Linked DNA regions of Oryctolagus cuniculus: region 2 is linked to region 1. The links are chromatin contacts, called in public Hi-C maps. All regions are on one chromosome and are shown on one strand. The core of a region is the stretch at or near the end of the contact, and the rest is flanking DNA. Distances in the headings are between cores, read along the strand shown.

Region 1 (7,341 bases), core at 2,039-4,538:
TCCTGGTCTCCCATGGGGTGCAGGGCCCAAGCACCTGGGCCATCCTCCACTGCACTCCCGGGCCACAGCAGAGGGCTGGCCTGGAAGAGGGGCAACCGGGACAGAATCCGGCGCCCCGACCGGGACTAGAACCCGGTGTGCCGGCGCCGCTAGGCGGAGGATTAGCCTAGTGAGCCGCGGCGCCGGCCTTAGGAGCAGCTTTCTCAGAGGGGATCTTGCTTTCAGCCAGGAGTTGAGTGCTTTCTGGACCTCAGTTGCTTCCCTTGTAAAATGAGAAAGAATTGGTCCACATGACTGCCAAGGTGCTGTCTGTTGGTAAGAACCATGGGACTCAGCTCTCTGCTGTGGCCCTGGAGTGCAGTGGAGGATGGCCCAAGTCCTTGGGCCCTGCACCCGCATGGGAGACCAGGAGAAGTACCTGGCTCCTGGCTTCGGATCAGCGTAGTGCGCTGGCCACAGCGGCCATTGGGGGTGAACCAATGGAAGACCTTTCTTTCTGTCTCTCTCTCACTGTCCACTCTCCCTGTCCAAAAAAAAAAAAAAAAACAAAAAAAAAACAAAAAAAGCACCATGGGACTCTAGAATCATATTAAAATTATGAAATGACTGGTGATCCAATTGATTAATTTTTAAAGATTTATTTATTTATTTATTTGAAAAGTAGAGTTATAGAGAGGCAGAGGCAGAGAGAGAGGTCTTCCATCCACTGTTCACTCACCACGACGGGAGCTGAGCCTATCTGAAGCCAGGAGATCTACTGCCTTCCCAAGCCACAACAGAGAGCTGGATCGGAGAGCTTGAACCAGTGCTCATATGGGATGCCAGCACTACAGACTGGGGCCTTAACCCACTATGCCACAGCACCGGCCCCCAACTGATTAGTTTTTATTGCTCTAATTTTTTTCCCCTTCCAGTTTGAGGCTTAACTGAACTGACTGTATTGATGCACCCAAATTGTAGGAGTTTTAGCTCACACAGTTTTCCCCAAGGGACATTAGAGCTGCTGCATTCTCTTTGAAATCCTTGCCTAGAAAACATTCTAGAAGCAGAACAGTATTCGAAGTCAACAGTATTAATGGAATGTTTCCTGCTGTTCTCAGAATAAAGCCAAACTCCTCCATGTGATCCATGAGGCCCTGCGTGATTCCTCATTACTTCCCAGGCTCCTAGCACAGCCCATAGCCTTGCCTTGCGTTTCCTGAAGGCACACACCTCTTTGCCAGCTCAGGAGCTCTTCCTTTATTCCTGGTCTGCTGGCCTAATTATCACATCATTGGTTAGGTCTTGGCTGACCATGCCATCAGAACTGAAATTGGGGGCAGGTGTTTGGTGTAGCATTTAAGATACTACTTGGGATGCCTACATCCCATATCAGTTTACCTGGGTTCAATTCTCCATTCTGTCCTGGTTCCAGCTTCCTGCTTATGCACACCCTGGGAGGCAGGAGGTGATAACTCAGGTAGTTGGTCCCTGATACTCATGTAGGAGATCTAAATTTAGTTCCAGGTTTCTGGCTTCATTCTAGCTCAGCCCCAGCTTTTGTGGGCATTTGGGGAGTGAGCCAACAAATGGGAGAGCTCTCTTTCTTTCTGCCTTTCAATAATGTCTTTTGAAAATTTGGCTTTAAAAAAACTGAAATTGGACCATGTCTTTTTTTCTCTTCAGAAAACAATTTTTAATATGTGAAGTATACATGTGTTTGTGTTTGCTTTAAAACTTGCCTTCCTAACTAGACTGGAAAGTCCTTGAAATCAGGGGGATATCTCTTTTTTGTTCACCACCATATTTGCTAGCACACAGTAGGCACTGGATATGTAATTTCTAAATTTGTGATAAATGAATGAATGTATTCAAAGCAAATTTCTGGCACAATCTGCTCTTACTGGTTGTTTATGTATGACACAAGCTACACAAATACTTAGTGAAATTGTCACCTTGACCTTGTTTTAGCATTGCAGAAACAGCTGTTGGTCCTCGGGTAATTTGGCAACTCTTCCCTTGTGTGTTTGTTCAAACCAAATGAGCCTCTGTAGTGACTCAGTGGGAACACCATTGAGCCAGTTAATGTAACTTTGATTTTTTCAATCTGAGTCCTTGTTAAATTTCAAGGAAGTTCTCTTGGCCAAGATGATACCTAAGGTTTAGAGTGTTGAACTATCATATCCTTAAAAGAAAAATCAAGGGGACCTCGAATGACTTTGCCTATAAATAAAAGTCAGAGTTAAGTCATACCTAGAATTACCACATAGTCACCAGGCTGCAATCAGTTTTGCTTAGCTGGTGCTGGGACCACATGAAAAAGAGGTTATTTGTTAAGAAGGGAATAGTTCCTTTTAAATTCTGTAGCAAGCATTGCCTCTTTTTTTCCCTTCCAGTCCATGGAAAGTGTTATCTCAGGCAGTTTTCAGCAGGAAGTTGGGTTTATCACTTCCTCACAGTAGCAGTTTGTCCAGGACTGAACTACATGCTATCAGATTACATCAAAATGCAGGCCTTTGTGTGTGGAACTCATCAAAGGAGTGGACCCTCAGGACCTGCTATCACTTCACTGCATATGCAGCCATGTAGCAAAACAACGCCTATCTAAACAGGACGGGCCTATTTCTGCATGTGGCAGCTCGGCGGGCTCTCGCTTGCTTGCAGAAATGGTTGGGTTTCAGGTGTCTGAGCGTTTCACTTCTTGTTTTTATATTTATCTCTTTTTAGAATTGCAGTCATTTGCCTGGTTGTGTGCAAGGAAGGAAAACCCAAAATATTACCTTCTGGGGAGGAGGCACGATTGCTCCAATCCACGGTGACTGTTGCAGGCAGTCTTTACCTCATCTTCTCCATTTTCACTCAAGATTAGGGTCACGTTGTCCTTTTGATTTTCACTTGCTTGTCATGGTCAGGCTGAAGAGCTGGCCACCAGGGAGCTGTAGTCTTAGCTCCCCTACAGTCTGGCTGTGTGTCCTTGTGCAAGTTATTTCAACTCTGAGCTTCAGTTGTCCTGTCTGAGAAATGGCGGCTGCCTCAGGGTCTTATGATGTAGAGTAAATGATACAGATGAGAGAATGTGTGTAAACTGCTTAGAGAAGGCACTTCCTTAAGGAGGGCATCAGTACTGGATGCCTGGCCCAGAGGCAAGCCTGGCAGGCCGATCAGTCCCAGGCAAACTGAAGTTTCTCAGGCTGCACTTCCACCTTTGGGGCCTCATTGCTATTTTCTTCTCAGTGGAGTTCCCTCTTCTCTGCGGTGGGCTGGCTGCCAGATGCTGCCTCTATTGGCAGCCACAGGAAGCCAATGCAACTGTGAAGTAATGCCTCTGCCCTGGCCTGGCTCCACCCTGTTGACCAAGGTTTTTTTAGAGCCGCTCAACCAGCTCCTTTTCATGCTTTGCCTAAAAAGGACTTGTCACCCAGCCTGCTGCCCTGGGAAATGGCTGACTGCCTCAGAGGCCTCAGACAAACAGCTTTCGGGGGATAGAGAGGTGCAGCGAACATCTTTCCCCCAGCTCAGTGCTTCAGGAATTGGGCAGGGACTGCCATCTTGCAACAGCTCTGCCATAAGGTGCACCATTACCAGAAGCAGGTGCAAAGGAAGGGGAACACAGCTTGATGCTCTAACATCTCTGAGCCACAGGGATATAATGAGGCATTCTTTAAAAAATTATTTGCATTGAGGAAGTCTGCAAATTTTCACAAGCCTATGACCGGAAAGCAATTTAAGTTACACCTAAAAAACGCATATACTTGAAGAAAGTAAAAGGTTATTGCCTCAGCCTCTCTGCTGGTCTCTTTGGCTGGGCTCTTTGGCCATCTCTTCAGCTTTTCCCCCTGAATGCTGTTTCTTAGACTCCCTTGATGGCCAAGGGCCAGTCTCTCTTCACATTGGATCCCCACACAGGACACAGATTCCCAGAGTGGCTCCAGTATCCAGGACTTCCTTTTGTCTGGGTACAGAGTTGAGACATTTGCTTACCACCTTCTTAGAATAGCTGTGCATGCTAACCAAAGAACAGTACTTGCCATAGATTGAAGAGATGAAAAATCTTTTTTCTTCTAACTGTAGAAGCAGAAAGTGTGTTTCATTTACACACATACTAAGTACAGAAATGTATACCAGTTTAAAATTTAAGAACTTCATTTCAGCTCCTATTGGTAATTGTTTGTTATATATCATTCCAGATTTATTTCAGTATACATAGGAGTATTTTACTGGTAGAAAAGAAGAGAGACATAGAGAGGGAAGGGGGAAGGAGGGAGAGAGAGAGAGAAGGAGTGAGGGAGAAAGGGAGAGGGAGAATAGGATGCATATAAACCCTTTTGGAGCATGCATGTTTTCCTATCCAGTGTGAAACGAATAGATTCAGATAGTGTAAGAGCACTTCAAAAAGTTTTCAGAAAAATGGAATTAAAAGATAGTTTATTGGCCGGTGCCGTGGCTCACTTGACTAATCCTCCACCTGCAGCGTCAACACCCCGGGTTCTAGTCCCAGCTGGGGCGCTGAATTCTGTCCTGGTTGCTCCTCTTCCAGTGCAGCTCTCTGCTGTGGCCCGAGGAGGCAGTGGAGGATGGTCCAAGTGCTTGGGCCCTGCACCCGCATGGGAGACTGGGAGGAAGTACCCAGCTCCTGGCTTTGGATTGGCGCAGCGCCGGCTGTAGCGGCCATTAGGGGAATGAACCAACGGAAGGAAAACCTTTCTGTCTGTCTCTCTTTCACTGTCTATAATTCTCTTTGTCTCTCTCTCTCTCACTGTCTAACTCTGCCTGCCCCCCTCAAAAAAAGTTTATTTTGATGCAAAAAGATTTTGAAGTCCATGCATAATTTTTCATAAGATACATTTTCATGAACTTTTTGAAGACCCTTTAATATGGACAGATTTCATAATATTTTGAACCAATAAAAACATCCTTAAATTACATTTTCCATGAATCTTTTGAGGTATCCTTACATATACAGATTTATTCAATTATTTGGTGTTGCTGTGGATATTCTGCAATATAATGTGTTATAATTTACTTACTTAATTTTTTACTGGTGGACTTCAGACTACTTGAAGTAATTTTGGCTTAACACACAGTGTAGTACTGAATATTCTGTGCAGACATCTTTGTACATATATGTCAGTATTTCTACAGGATTGTTGGGTTACATTTACATTTTAAATTTTAATAAACACTGCTAAATTTGGTACCAGTGGACCAGTTTGCAATCTTCTCAAAAGTCTGAGAGGGCCTATTTCCTGAAACACTTAACAACTCTAGAATTATCAAAATTTTATAAAAACTAATAGGCAACAATATCTTATTTTCATTTGTGTATCCTTTATTTTTAGTAAAGCGGAATATTTAAAATACTTGTTTATTTTATTTGTCAGGCAGAGGAATAGAGAGTGAGACAGAGAGCTCCTATCCACCGATTCACTCCCCAAATGCCACAACAGCCAGGGCTGGGCCAGGCTGAAGTCAGAAGCCAGGGACTCAGTCTCAGTCTCTCATATGGGTATCAGGGATCCAATTACTTGAGACCTCCCAGGGTGCCCATTAGCAGGAAGCTGGAAGTGGAAGTGGAGCTGGGATTTGGACCCAGGCACTTGTCCAGGATATTGGATACAGGAATCCCAAGTGGAGTCTTAACGAGTAGGTCAAGCTCCCACCCCTACTTGTTTTCTATATTCCATAACAACAGCATTGTGAGGTGGGACACTGCAGATTGGAAAGTGGCTTACCCGTCTAGGACATTAACTCTGTTGGTTCTCTTGTGGTTCAAGATGGCTACCAAAGTCTGAGTAGTCACATTTTAGACAATTATCTCCAAAGCCTGAAAAAAATTTCCCCACCGCCAAATCCTCAAGCTTCTGCTTTGATCTTGGAGTGGAACTCTTCCCAGCAGTTTTCTTGCAGACACTTTTCATTGCCTCACCCTACCCTTAGTTCCCAAGCTCAGGATTGGGTGACATGACCGTTTCCAGGCTTACTTGCCCACACACCTGCCATTTTTAGAGTGACATTTACTCTTTATTTGTTTGTTGAATTAATTAAAGCAGGCAAATGCAACTAGATTGTAATGTAACAAAGCCAGGAACCAGGAACTCCATCCCCGTCTCCCATATGGGTGGCAGGGGCCCAAGTACTTGGACTATCATCTGCTGCCTTCCCAGGTGTACTAGCAGGGAGCTGGATCAGAAGCAGAGTAGCTGGGACTTGAACCAGCACTTTGATATGGGATACGGGTGTCCCAAGAGGGGGTTTAACCTGCTATGCTACAATACCCACCCCAGAATGAGGTATCTTTAAAGGTATATATGAGGCCGGCACCGCGGCTCACTAGGCTAATCCTCCGCCTTGCCGGGGTGCTGGATTCTGTCCAGGTTGCCCCTCTTCCAGGCCAGCTCTCTGCTGTGACAAGGGAGTGCAGTGGAGGATGGCCCAAGTCCTTGGGCCCTGCACCCCATGGGAGACCAGGAGAAGCACCTGGCTCCTGCCATTGGATCAGCACGGTGCGCTGGCTGCAGTGCGCCAGCCGTGGCGGCCATTGAGGGTGAACCAACGGCAAAAGGAAGACCTTTCTCTCTCTGTCTCTCTCTCACTGTCCACTCTGCCTGTCAAAAAAAAAAAAAAGGTATATATGACTTGAGCATGGGCTACCGAGCCCTATAACATCTGGCCACTCTTAGTAAGTCATAATGTCACGCACGACCTTAGCCCTAAAAAGCAGGGTAACTCGAGCCTTTCTCCTCTGGGTGGTCAATGGGAGCAGGGCTGCATTTCATGTTTGTAGCCACTTTTGAGCCAGTTAGGATTCTCTGACAGCATTTCTAGACCTCCCCAGGTGAGATGAAGAAGGCTGGTTTCTTAGGAACCTTTAGGTGGCTATAAAATACCTACTCTTCCCCCCTTCCCGCCTTAAAAAAAAGTTTTGTTTTCTCATTTATGTGAAAAGCAGAGTAACGAAGGAAGGGGAGACATCTTCCATCTGTTGGTTCACTTCCCAAATGTCTGCAATAGTGGGGGCTGGGCCAGGCCAAAGCCAGAAGGCAGGCACTCTGTCAAGGTCTCCAAAGTGGGTGATAGAAACCCAATTATTTGAGTCATCACTGATGCCTTCCAGGGTCTACATTGACTGGAAGTTGGGGTCAGGAACCAGAGCCAGGCATCAAACCCAGACAGTTCAACGTGGGATGCAGGTGTCTTAACTAGTAGACAAAACAGTCATTTTGTAAACTATGTTTTAATCATTTGAAGACACTTCCTCAGGTTCTCCACACCCAGAGTCTCATTGACATCTTTTGAGTACCAAGTATCTGGATTTTTATAAAACAAAGACATGAATATGGGGGACTTTGGACATTTCCAGAA
Region 2 (7,341 bases), core at 1,419-3,918, 67 kb before region 1:
ATTTCATGTGATGGTTGTGATGTGCAATGCTGGCCCTTCTTGGGTGAATAAGGCCGTTTTTGAGTTTTAATGAATACTTCTGTCAGCTGGCATCGCTGCAGATTTCCCATCCACCATCCCTTTCTCCCTCTCTTTGAATATCACTGTGGACTTACAAGTTGTTATATTCAATCATGTATTTTTAAAATTTTCACTTATTGGGGCTAGAGTTGTGGTGCAGAGGGTTAAGCTGCCGCCTGCAACACTGGCCTCCCATATGAGTGCTGTTTGGAGTCCCAGCTACTCCACTTTCCCATCCAGCTCCCTGCTAACTTGCCTGGAGAAAGCAGCTGAAGATGATCTGAGTCCTTGGGCCCCTGCCACCCTTCGGGAGGCCTGGATGGGTCTCTTGGTCCTGGCTTTGGCACGGCCCAAACCATGGTTGTTGCGGCCATTTTGAGGAGTAAGCCAGCAGATAGAAGATCTCTGTGTCTCTCCCGCTGTAACTTGGCTTTTCAAATTTAAAAAATAAAATTTTTATTTATTTATTTGAGAGGGAGAAAGAGGAGAGAGAGAGCGTTCACTTCCATCTCCTGGTTCCCTTCCCAGATGCCTGTGAAGCCAGGAGCACAGAACTCAATCTGGGTCTCCCGCACGGGTGATAGCACCTAACTACTTGAGCGATCACTTACTGCCTCCCAGGGTGTGCATTGGCAAGAAGCCGGAATGGGGACTGGAGCTGCAGACTCGGATCCAGGAACTGGGATATGGGGTGTGGGCATCTCAAACGCTAGGCCAAATGTCCACTGCCATAATTTACTTTTGCGGCTTACATCACCCGGTTTTGGTTAATGGACGCCCCTTCAAGGCAGTTCTGTCTTCCTGTCATAGTTTCTGGCACCTACCGAGCTCACTTCATACTTTTGCATGGGTCAACTCTTCAAACACTCAAAAGGTGGGCATTTGCCCTCCAACCCTACCTTTCTCTTCCGGGATAGCTAAAGTCGTCACTAGGTCACTAGTTCGTTATTCTTCCAGAAATAATTTATGTAAAAAAAGAGCAATCTCCCCTTCCCCCTCTCTTCTCTCCCTTTCTCTCACCTAGCCCCCAAGGTTTGAGCCGGAATGAGAGCACACTACACTCGCTGGGTCTGCACTTGTTGCTCTAGTCAGATGCCTAAAGATACTTATGACCCCAACTCAAAAAGATCAGGCATCTTCAGGCCAAGTTTCAAATGTTCCAGGAGAAAAAGGCCGAAGGTGATGGCTCCACCGAAGCTTCATTTACCGAACACTAGACGCTAGACGCTGGGCTGGGAGTGTTGGTCCCCGTCCCCCTCGGGCTTGGTGACACCTGCTCCTCTCAAGCATCCTGTTCTTGGGAAGCCGTTCCCTCCCTTAACGACTTCCTCCCGCCCCCCCCCCGCCCCCGCAACCAGGTTTAAGGTAATTAGGGACGTCTCCTCCCAAACGCCTACAGGTCACCGCGTTGGATCTGCCTCCCGTCTCCCGAGGGCAGAGGCCGCGCGTGACCCGTCCACTGCCGGCCCACAGTAGCCGCGCAACAAAAACGTGTGCAATGAAATTCGAACCCAGACCATCCGGCTCCCGGGCCCCTCCTCTTCCCACCCCGGCCCGGCTGCAGCTGGAAAAAGTGCCAAGGCGTAGACGTTATACTCTGCGCAATAGCAGAAGCTGGGAAGTCTTTCCATTTCCACGACTAATGGAGGACCTCAGCAGAAACAGCTCACCGCGAGGTGTGACGACCGCAGGAGGGCGTCAATCAATAAAATGCCCCCTCGCCCCGGAGGCGAGTGGAGTCGAACAGAGCCGGGGCCACGCGGGCCAGCGCCACCGCGTCAATAGGAAACACATGCAGAACGGGGAAGCCCGGCTGCGCGCAGCTGTGACCCCCAGGGCAGGCGGAGAACGGACAGGGGACAGCCCCCCTCCATGGGATCCAAGAAGACTGCACAGCTTCTGCCCGACGCCGTGGCCCCGGGCTCCCCCTGGAGTCTTGTCCAGAGCAGCTTTCTGCTAGCATCCCATGGAGGGAGGCGGCTGAGACCGAGCCCCGCAAGTGAAACGGGCTGGAGCGGCCCACGGCCCGGAGCACCTTAAGTCCAGTGGTGCGGGCTCCGCGGGGTACGCAGCTCAGGGCCGGGGCTCTCTGAAGCAGCGCCGGGAACCCAGGGCGCTCTCCTGCTGCCAGCGACCACAGCCAGCGCCGCCGTGCCTCGGAAAGGGAGGGGCGCACGGGTAGCGGAGCGTTCCTCCGCCAGCGCTTCGGCGCCCCCGACTCCCGCCGCATCTCTCCCGGGGTCAGGGGCCGGGCTCGTGTCTGGACTGTCCTCCTTTCCCCCACCCGCCCCGAGTTTCGGCAGAAGTGCCTCCGGGCCAGGCCTGCGCTCCAAGCGGCTACTTTCCACGCGCCTCTAGCGACGGCCGCGCCTCTGGGCTGCCCTCGAAGGCGTCCCTGGCCCCGAGGTGTCTGCAGCCCCGAGCCGGGATGGGGACGGCGGCGGGGCGCCCCGGCTCAGGGTCTCTGGAGCCAGGGAGCTAGCGGGTCCGGGACGGTAGTGGGGGGGCGGAGAGCTCGGCCGGCGGGGGGCGGGCCGGGGGTGGGGGCGGGAGGCGGCTCTGGGGGCCCCGCGCCATTGGCCGCAGAGCCCGGCGGCAGGAAGGGGCCAGCGAGCGCGGCCCCACCCCGCGGCCGGCGGAGCCTATCGCCGGGAGCGCGGAGCGCGGATAAATGTAGCGCCGCGGCGCGGGCCGGCAGCTCTCGGAGGGGCCGCAGCGTACGGAGCCATGCAGTACCCGCACCCCGGGCCCGCGGCGGCGGCGGCGGGGGTGCCCCTGTACGCGCCCACGCCTCTGTTGCAGCCCGCGCACCCGACGCCCTTCTACATCGAGGACATCCTGGGCCGGGCGCCCGCCGCGCCCACGCCCACCCCCACGCTGCCGTCCCCCAACTCGTCCTTCACCAGCCTCGTGTCCTCCTACCGGACCCCGGTATACGAGCCCACGCCGATCCACCCCGCCTTCTCCCACCACTCCGCCGCCGCGCTGGCCGCCGCCTACGGCCCCAGCGGCTTCGGGGGCCCTCTGTACCCCTTCCCGCGGACGGTGAACGACTACACGCACGCCTTGCTCCGCCACGACCCCTTAGGTAAGGCGGCCGGGGTCACGGTGGGGCCGAGCCCCCCGGCGACGGTTAGAGAGGCGCCACCCGGCAGGTGGCAGCGCCCGGGAGGCGGCGGGGGCGGCGCGGGGGAAAGCAATAGAAAGTTGTGGCGAAAGCGACTGAAAAGCAACTTTCGGGCGCGCGGGGGGGGGGCGGGGGGGACTCGAAGCGCGGGCCTGGGCTGACCGCACGGTGACTCAGATTGGTTTTCCTGCACCTTGCAGGCGTCGGGATGCGCGGGCCAGGGGGAGAGCCGCCGTGGGCCGCGCGTGTCGCCCGGGGTGGGGGCCTTTGCGCCGGAGGGACGAAGGCAGCGGGTGTCGGGGCGGCGCGGGCCGGCTCCTGCGGGGCAGAGAGCGCGAGCTGCTGGGCCCCGGGTGGTTACCGGGCTGGCCTGGGTTCAACAAGCTTGTGCAGTGAAAGAGCCTGACCCTTTCCGTTCATACAGGAAATCTTGAGTTCTCGATAGGAGTAAATCTGGTTTCAGAAGCTGTTAAGTGTTTTCCTGGCTGCATGAAGCAGACCCTTCCCCCGGAGTAGTGCACGCTGCTGATTATTTTATCGACATCCTCAATACAGACAAATTCAGGAAACACTCGACTTCTGATAGCCGGGATCCGTTTTTCTGATATTGTTCATTTCCTCTGTGTGGGATGTGACTGTATGGCAGCTAAAATAACCAGTTGCTTCCTTTTTTTTTTTCTTCTTCTTCTCGAGGCTGTTTTGCACCAGTCTGAAGCCTGACGCAAGCAAAATCTCGAAAAAACAATACCAGCTTTCAAAGCGTTTAGGCGCAGGCCTGCAGAGGCACCGACGGAGGGACGGACGGACACCCCCTTTGGCAGTGGGAAACTGCAGACCCCCTCCATCCCGGCGCCGGCCGATACTTGGGGCGCACCGAATTTGCGGGGCTTGTCCCCTAAGCGCGCCGGCTTAGAATTAAGCCACCCGTGATTCGCTCCCTGGGTGGCCCTTGGCGCCTCTGGGGTCTGAAGCCCTGGGGCAAATAAGGAAGCTGGGCGGCGCGGCTGGGGCCACCAGGGTTTTCAATCTACTCTGCTGTTGGCAGCTTCAGTAGGGACCCTGGAGGCCATTAGCATTTTAATTCATTATGGACTTGATGTCGTTGAACTCGGCGCGCACCTTTGGCGAGATGGAGGGGTAGTGTCTGAGTTCCTTTGCAAACTTGGGTCGTGTTTCTTATTCCAGCCTCGAGGGTTTGGTGCCGCGGCCCCATGGCGTGACTACTCTCCCGTGGGGCCCGGCGCGAGTGGGACCCTCGGCCTGGCCGGTCTGTGGCGAACGTTGTCGCCGAGCGCTCTCCGGGTTTCCTTGGGTTACTGCTGGGACTGCGCAGGAGGAAGCGGAGGGTTTTTCGAGATAGACCAACAGGAAACACATTGACGGAAATGTTGCCATAGCCCACGGCGTGGCTTTAACTGGCCGCCTCCGCCGGCCGAGTGTGAAATCAGAGGCTACCGCGGCGCGCTCCGGTCCGGATTGGAGGCTCATCGCGCGGCCTAACGGGGCACCCGCGCCGGTCGCTGCCCGCACGCACAGCCTGCACTGGGGTAGTGAAGCAGCCCCGCTCCGCCCCCAAACGCACACCCCCGCGTTCCACTCCCTACCCCGAGGGTTTGGGAATGCGGGTCACTCAGGGAGAGGACTTGGCGGTGGAAACAGTTGCGTAGCAGTTCTTGGTGAAATAAGGCCCAGGTCTATTAAGCCCAGAGATATGTGCGTTTGTGTCCAGCTGCGCGGGGAGGGGGGGAGAGTAGTGCTGCCCAGTGGACGTGTCTGGGTGGCCCCCGGAGCCCCCCTCGCCGCCTTTGTCACCCCGTGAGCAGGCCTGGAGCGGATGGACCGCGCTGACCTCCGCTCCCGCCTTCCGCAGGCAAACCCTTGCTCTGGAGCCCCTTCCTGCAGAGGCCTCTGCATAAGAGGAAAGGCGGCCAGGTGAGGTTCTCCAACGACCAGACCATTGAGCTGGAGAAGAAGTTCGAGACCCAGAAGTACCTCTCCCCGCCCGAGAGGAAGCGGCTGGCCAAGATGCTGCAGCTCAGCGAGAGGCAGGTGAGCGCGCCCGGCCTCCTGCCGGGGTGGTCCGCGCGGGAGACGCTGGGGGCCACGGGGCCCGTGCGCCCCTGGAGGGCTGGCCGGCTTCGTCGCCCCCGGCCGCGTCTTCCCGCCTCCCAGCGCCCGCTCGCTCGATCTCTGGATCCCGAGCTCCTGGCAAGTTTGCTTTCTTTCCTTCCTGTAGGTCAAAACCTGGTTTCAGAATCGACGCGCTAAATGGAGAAGACTAAAACAGGTATCGACGTGGTTCCGTTTCTATGGAAATAAATATTTTTATCATGTTATCTCTTTGCGGGGCCTGTTATGGGCTGTATGCAAAAGTCATTTGAGAGACTATTTAACCTCTCCACCTTGATTAAAAAGGCAAATACTCCTGCCGAAATGCAGGATGAGTTGCTCAGGTGGCAGTAATGCTAAAAGCGCCTAATGCAGTTCCTATATCAATTATGCTTGGGTTTTCACACACTGGCTAGTAAAACTCCCGGCTAATTGTTTTATAAACCCCATATGTTGTTTATCTAATTAACGCAGGAAAGATAAAGTAATTGACAGTAAATGACTTAAGCAGTTATCTTCGGGAGAAAATTGTTTCTTTTATTTACACAGCCATAATAAAACCAGACAGAACTCAAGGGTAAATATAAGGAAACAAACACCTTTAAGTCTTGTTTGCATTGTTTTTTTTTTTAAAACAAGAATTAAATATCAAAGAGTTTAAAATTATTTTCCACCTAATGCCAGCTCTTAAAACGATTATAAAACATGTAAGAAAATATTCAAGCCTATTTGCAAAGTGGCTTAGACTTTCTTGCAGTCTTTCTTCCAATGACCTTGTTTCGCAATATGTGATAAAAACTAAAGGTTGAGTTTCTAAAGAAGCTCTATTGGCTTAAAGCTAAAGATTCATTTTTGATGTCCTAATTTGGATGGGTTTCCGAAATTACAGGAAAATTGCTACACTGTTCGCTTTGCCAGTGCATATACAATTTCGAGTATATAAAAGATTTTGAAACAAAAACACAAAGTTTTAGCAATGTGGATTTTAAAATATTCTTGCTCTTACTTTTTCATTCCAGACAAGGTGTTGTATTAAAGATAATTTTGAAACCAAAAATAAAATTCCCATAATTCCAGTACTCTCACATGATTTAAATGTTTGCAGATCTCCCTGCGATTGTCTGTTTGTTACATAGTTTGTGTATGGTGAGCTTATTACTCTACAATCATTTTTTTTAATCTTAGCAGAATACCATAATGCTTCTGTGTAGAGTCCAGTGTTCGCTGTAGACAAGCACGGGATTCGAAATGATCAGATTTATTTACTTCTTGGTCAAAGCCTTTAGCTTACTGGAGCTTTTAAAAAAGTATTGGAACATGGGAATATTCGTAGGAAATTGCCCCAGAGTTGAAGCAAACTGTAGGAAGTCTCCCTTCTTGCTTCTTTGCCATGGCTTTGTAACTTGTGGTGCGCAGATGCTTATAAATGTACTCCAAGAGATGAATTGCGAAGGGGTTCAAGCTAGTAATTTTGACCTTCCTTCTTAACTCACTAAATTTAACATTCTTATTTTTAAAATGTCTCAGAGGTCACATTCATTGACAAGGTTTAAAAACGTGAAGAATGAAGGTAGCTCCCATCTGCAGTGATGGTCTCATGTCTTTGCCCCCTTAAACTTAAGAACCACACATCTGGGCTGGTGTAAAGTGTTCAGTTGGCATAGTACATTGACATTGAGCTTTGTGGCTGGTACTTATCTGGCAAGAGGATGATCTTTCTCTGATGTGACAGAAACTGTTTACTTCTTCCAAAGTGAGAAAGTTGCATAAGTATGTGTGTTATGAATTAAGAGTATTGCTGGCCACACTTGGTAAATAAAAAACTAAATGGATGGTACACCCTGGAAAGACGATTCGATTTATGCCTTTTCCTTCTCCCTGTTTCACGATCCTACCCATGTCCATTTTCATTCGCTTTCTTCAGGAAAACCCTCAAAGCGGCAAAAAAGAACAGGAAAATGTGGACAGTCCCTGTGAGCAGCGGCCAGACTTGCCCGGTGACCAGCACAAAGGTGCTTCTTTGGATAGCTCCCAGTGCTCACAGT

The links. Hi-C and Micro-C count contacts between places; a contact is called where the count stands out from the background.
Region 2: a Hi-C map of liver shows a contact between it and region 1, with 3 times the contacts expected there. The contact joins the promoter of HHEX here to the enhancer-like site in region 1. A contact is called at or near these places in 2 of 6 Hi-C or Micro-C datasets (liver and an unstated tissue).

Annotation. Positions count from the first base shown.
Region 1 is chr15:37,866,653-37,873,993 of mOryCun1.1, reverse strand. All of the region lies in intron 1 of EXOC6 (exocyst complex component 6), which reads left to right. Among named protein-coding and RNA genes, the nearest start is that of EXOC6, 43 kb to the left of the region's middle. Within about 2 kb of position 3,288, at least 1 of the 8 cell types and tissues checked has an H3K27ac peak or open chromatin away from gene starts, as enhancers often do.
Region 2 is chr15:37,932,884-37,940,224 of mOryCun1.1, reverse strand. HHEX (hematopoietically expressed homeobox) reads left to right here and starts at 2,668. Exons shown (of 4, transcript XM_002718509.5): 1 at 2,668-3,148; 2 at 5,058-5,236; 3 at 5,424-5,474; 4 at 7,221-7,341. The coding sequence starts at 2,788.